Regions from separate parts of the Danio rerio genome. Here region 1 is linked to region 2. The links are chromatin contacts, called in public HiChIP or PLAC-seq maps. All regions are on one chromosome and are shown on one strand. The core of a region is the stretch at or near the end of the contact, and the rest is flanking DNA. Distances in the headings are between cores, read along the strand shown.

The links. HiChIP or PLAC-seq counts read pairs in DNA pulled down with a chosen protein or histone mark.
Region 1: a contact with region 2 is called in an H3K4me3 HiChIP or PLAC-seq map of gastrula embryo, with 4 times the contacts expected there. The contact joins the promoter of plvapb here to the promoter of dda1 in region 2. A contact is called at or near these places in 1 of 18 Hi-C or Micro-C datasets (an unstated tissue) and 2 of 4 datasets of contacts at active chromatin or transcription factors (embryo and gastrula embryo).

What each region holds. Positions count from the first base shown.
Region 1 is chr11:6,174,150-6,177,153 of GRCz12tu, reverse strand. plvapb (plasmalemma vesicle associated protein b) reads left to right here and starts at 1,477. Exons shown (of 5, transcript NM_001030244.3): 1 at 1,477-2,089; 2 at 2,634-2,721; 3 at 2,803-3,004. The coding sequence starts at 1,700. All of the region lies in intron 1 of LOC141376513, which reads right to left.
Region 2 is chr11:6,079,290-6,082,213 of GRCz12tu, reverse strand. dda1 (DET1 and DDB1 associated 1) reads left to right here and starts at 1,602. Exons shown (of 5, transcript NM_213127.1): 1 at 1,602-1,837. The coding sequence starts at 1,829.

The sequences.
Region 1 (3,004 bases), core at 228-2,727, 95 kb before region 2:
ACAGATAATAGTCGGAAGAGTATTAAGGTCATGTTTTTTTTCTCCTTTATTGTGTTAATGATCATTAACCTTTTTCACTCTGCAACCTCCTCAATTCCGAGAAGTATTTTGTTTTGGTGGTAAACAGCGCTGAAAGAAAAACCTAAATAAGATGCTAAATTCTTAGAAAGAGTCTTTAAACTCACCACTTACAAATACAGCTTCCAAAAAGCCCTATGTTGTTTGGCGTCAAGGCCACAGAAGAGCCTGTTTTTTCACTATGACCTTTTGTCTGCATGGACCCATGTACCCATGACATTCGTTTTACTCGATAGCTTGACTACTACTTCTTGTTTACCGATATTTACTTGCATGTTTCAAACCTGGATGACATTGTTTGGTTCTTGGACATTGTCAAACCAAGAGCCATAACTTTAAAGAGGACTATGATTAGAGAACACACACTTCCTGTTCTTTGCAAGTCTTCTCACAAAGTTGTACTGTTCATCAGCTTGGGAATGATGAAAAAGTTAGGGCTCTATAAAAGTTTTTCGGTGCTGATATTGCTGTGTCTGGACTTCTTATAGTTATGCCTTGCTTTACATTAATTGCACAATGACTGCATCTTCTATTTTGGTGTAATTTGTCAAAAAACGAAACAATACTTGGTAGCGCTAATGAAAGTGTGTGCAAAATTTTGACGCTGACCTGACGTCTTCCGTTGTCCTGTAATAACCACGGCTCATCTTTCTTACCCAGAGTCATCAGAGTTTGCCTTCTTTTGCAGATTCAGCTTCCTGTTTTTGTCTTCAAGCTCATCAGCAATCTGTGGCAGGATTTTGTGAGAACGTTTTAGTCAGTTTCAGAAAGCCTCTGTAAATTATTTCCGCTGAGGATGGATTGGCCAGGAGACAATGGCCTGCAGGAAAACCCCTGACTTACTTCGTGTTCCCTGTTCACACTCTCCCAGACACCGCAGTCAGCCGCGAGCGTCATCGTCAGCTCGGGATCAAACGTGCTGCCGCCTCCTGGACTTCTGGGAGAGATTGTTATTCATTCCTGCGAGGAGGATGACGACGGGTCACCATTGTTGTCCCTCCGACTCCACCGATAGTCTCTGTGGCTCTGCAGGAAACCGTGTCAGATGGGCTGTTTTGATCATGTGTGTTTATGTATCTGATCTGATCCAGGAAGAGATGCTTTTGTCCTTTGCAGGAACATTGTTTTCCTTGGCTCAAGTAGACGATCCCAGATTGACTGCTGAAATCACATTTCATTAGCACATTATTAAATATCGAGAAACAGCCACATGGACGCCAAGAACTTATTAACGCAAAGCTCTTATGAAGTAAGTGTTGTGGAGATGTGTGACGGTGGTCCAAGTTGGCTGTCAGGGTTCGATGATTTATGAGGGAAAGTAAGGGAGGAGCAATGCTTTGTTTATCTCTGGAGATCTCCACAGGTTCAGCTTGGAGTAACCTCTGGAGCTTTCCTGGGGAGGGCCCGGAAAAAGTCACGCTGCGGGAAGTGTGTCTCTGGGTTTATAAACACAGATCCCGCCCTGTGTCCTGCTAGAAGTGTTTACATCTGACTACCCACAAGTGTGACAGTGCTGCGGGGTATTTTGCTAACCTTTTGACCAGGTGCTTCATTTCACAACAAGCTCCAAGAATCAAAGTCCTCCGAAGGTTCATCTCTTTCCCACAACTGGACTGCAGATATGTACAAGAACAGCTACTCCCAGGCCACGTTCGGACTGGAGGCCAAAAAAATCCACAAGGCGAAAAAGGGGAAAAGCTGCGGCTACTACATGAGGATTGTGTTCTTCTTCTCGTCTCTGATCCAGTCGCTCATCATCGCCAGCTTGGTGCTCTTCCTCGTGTACGGACAGCCAGAGAAGACCGCCGAGGAGAAGAGGCTGGAAGACCTACAGCAGGCCTACGACACGCTCTCCAAAGACCACACCAAACTGCGAAAGGAGAAAGCCGATCTCGCTACAGCCCTCAAAACGAAGAGCGGAGAGAAGGACGCAGCAGACAAGGAGATCACGAAACTGAAAACTGACCTTAACATATCAATTGCCGGCAGCAAAAACTGGCAGAGGTTGAATGTAAGTACTCTATTTGCTTGCTTGGTATTTCGATTAACAACCTGGGATTTTGCTTGTTAAGACCTGAAACACAAGAAAGACGATAATGTGAATGTTTCCAATGTCCAATATAGCTTTCCTGGACTGTACACTGGCTTTAAAAAACTTTCTTGTGTCCTAATTGTGACGATTGAGATTTCATTTAGTGTAAACCGTCATTTTATTCCAAGATATTTTGAAGTTATTCTCATGTGATTACCGTCAAATTGTACATTTGGTGGTATATTATGGCATTTTTTAAGGCAGGGGTGTCAAACTCAATTCCTGAAGGGCCGCAACCCTGCACAGTTTAGTTCCAACCCTGCTCCAACACACTTACCTGTAGGTTTCAAACAAGCCTAAAGGACTCGATTAGTTTGATCAGGTGTGTTTAATTAGGGTTGGAACTAAACTGTGCAGAGCTGCGGCCCTTTTGGAACTGAGTTTGACACCTGTGTTTTAAGGTATATTAAAATTGTAACCCCAACAATAATGAAAGGTTTGATTTCGATTGTCTGTTTTACAGAGTCAATGCGAGGCCAATGCTAAATTGAAGCTTTCAAGCACTCGAAATACTCCCCTCATGTGTCCACCAGCTAACCCCAATCAGAGTGGTGAGTCTATAAACCAATCAATGAATAATTAATGTCACGAATAAACCATCCTGTAGGCATCTCCCTCTTTTTTCGTCTCAGGTGAAGTAAAAACTCTGAATACTCTACTGGACCAGCAGAAGGCATTGTATGGGATCCTGAAGAGTAACTTCAGCCAGACCGTGGAGTACCTTAAATCTGATTTGGACCACGCAGTGAAGGATAAAAACGAGCACCACAGCCAGGTGATAAAACTGAGACAGGAAAACAAAGATTTGAAATCTCAGCTTGATGTTTACACCAA
Region 2 (2,924 bases), core at 353-2,852:
ATGTGTATGAACAACTGCATTTATTTTTGATGAAGCTGCGAAGCAAACTTATTGTCTTGTTGATATAACTGTTAAACCATCCCCGGCCACTTTATTAGGTACTTACTAGTACAAGGTTGGACCCCTTTTGCCTTCAGAACTGCCTTAATCCTTTGTGGCATAGATTCAACAAGCTACTGGAAATATTCCTTAGAGATTTTGCTCCATATTGACACGATAACATCAAGCAGTTGCTGCCGATTTTTCGGCTGCACATTCATGATGCGAATCTCCTGCAGAAAATGAGACTCATCAAGACCAGGCAATGTTTTTGCAATCTTCTACTGTCCAATTTTGGTGAGCCTGTGCGAATTGTAGCCTCAGTTTCCTGAGAGGTGTGGCACCGGTGTGATCCTCTGCTGCTGTAGCCCATCCGCCTCAAGGTTGGACGTGTTGTGCGTTTAGAGATGCTCTTCTGTATATCTCTGTTGCAACAAGTGGTTATTTGAGTTACTGTTGCCTTTCTATCAGCTGGAACCAGTCTGGCCATTCTCATTTGTCCTCTGGCATCAACAAGGCATTTGCACCCACAGAACTCCCGCTCACTGGATATTTTCTCTTTTTCAGACCATTCTCTTTAAACCCTAGAGATGGTTGTGCGTGAAAATCCCAGTAGATCAACAGTTTCTAAAATACTCAGACCAGCCCATCTGGCATCAACAACCATGCCACGTTCAAAGTCACTTAAATCACCTTTCTTCCCCATTCTGATGCTCGGTTTAAACTGCGACTGATCCTCTTGACCATGTCTACATGCCTAAATGCATTGAGTTGATGCCATGTGATTGGCTGATTAGATATTTGCATTAACGAGCAGTTGGACAGGTGTACCTAATAAAGTGGCCGATGAGAGTCAAATCAAAACAGCCAATCAAATCATACTGGGTATTAATTTAACATAGCCCTTTTTTAACATAGACATTTTTTTCACTATATTCACTTGATTGTTTCCTTAATGACATTCTAATGCCTGTTTATTTTAATAAAATGTTTAATTATTTTAATTTTAAACTAAAATAGTCTATACATATTTAATTATGTCTTAGATACTTTTTATTTAAAGAATATTTATGCATTTTGTCCAGAAATGTCCACTTACCTCTTGCACTTCATTTTGCAGTTTGTTGTAAAATCAACTGCTGCTTATTGAGTGTGTGTGTGTGTGTGTGTGTGAGAGAGACCAAGAGAGAGTTGCTGTTTTATCCTAAGATTTTGATTGTTAAATGTACAGTGTATTCTGATCTATTTTTTTTCTTGATTTGTATGACTAATATAATAGATTGAATAATATGATATATTAAATAATAATGTGCTATATTGAATAAGATAATATATTATTTAAATTTAATTACATATAAATATCATATTTTTCCTACAACCTACCTGTTTTTTTATTGTATATGTAAGTTACTTTTTTATGTAAACTTTATAAATACTTTGGCAATACATTTGTAATGACAATAAAGCAATTATTGAATTGAATTGAATAGAGAGAGAGAGAGAGAGAGAGAGAGAGAGAGAGAGAGAGAGAGAGAGAGAGAGAGAGACAGAGAGGGACGCACGCTTGACAGTCTGTGAGCGCTAGCAGGAGCTGAGCTGCTGAACTGTCGCGTGTAGCTGCTGTTTACTTCAGTTTCTCGTTGTTTTCGCGCAAATATCTGTATGTGTCCCTCCACACTATTGTCATATTGAGTTGTGTTTGCTCTTTCTGCTTCAATCCTCTGATTTCTGTCAGACTTCAGGCCTGTCTGAGCACAAACACACCTTACAGGACTGAACTGACTTCACCATGGACAAAGTAAGTTTCTCCACTCACAATATAATATTTATCACGTCACACTTGACTATAACTGCTGTTTTACATGACTGATCGCCGAATATCATCTTAAATTGTAAATATCCTATAAGATTTTTGTCATTTTTAGCTGACAGGCTGCTTTCTGTGATTGAGTTAGCATGCTAGGCCGCTTCAAACACCCATGGCTACTTCATAGCCACTTTCCTTAGCACAAAAAGCCTGAAACAAACCTGTAGTCTTTATAAAGACATATAAATATTTTATGTTATGGTCATTAGTCATTTTGGTGTTTGAATGAGCATTAAATAACCCCAAACATGTCATTTTTTATGCTAATGTCTGCGTTAGCTCGTGTTAGCATGCTGAGAAGCGTGAGCCAGACTCGGCTAAGCTTTTGTTGAACAGTCACGACCTGCATATGTGTGTATATTTATTTTATCCCTGTCGTATTGATCACTCGTTTTTAAAATGTCTTGAATGGAAGATTAAAAAGGCGTGTATTCTTCTCACATCTCGTGGACTGGACTGGCAACGCCCAAAGGTTGACATGCACCATCCTCTATCTGGATTTGAGTTTACTCACTCAGCAAATGTTTGTGGTGCATATTCATTTGTTTAGATATATTATTAAGATGGTTATTTATTATTTATACATTATTATAAGTGTCATTAAGATTCCTTCTGTCATTGGTGCGTCATGCTTTTCTCTATGCTTTTCTGACTACTTAAAATCTGTATGATGGGTGTAATGGTTGGGCAATTATGTCATGGATAATAGTACAGTAATGGTGTATCTTTATCTAATCGGTCAGTAGATCTCTAGAGCAGTGGTTCTCAAAGTGGGGGTCGGGACCCCCCGAGGGGTCGCGGGGCAATGAAGGGGGGTCGCCTGGTGATTTCCAAAAATCTATTTATTTTTATTAAACCATAAGAATTAACATATTTTATCCATAACTATACTGAAAATAAAAATAGTCGTTTATAGTTACTTTATACTATATAGTTAATATAGTAGCTTATAGTTACTAGTTCTATTGGATTGCAACCCCTGGGGTAATTACATTATATTAAAGGCAGCAATAGCGTC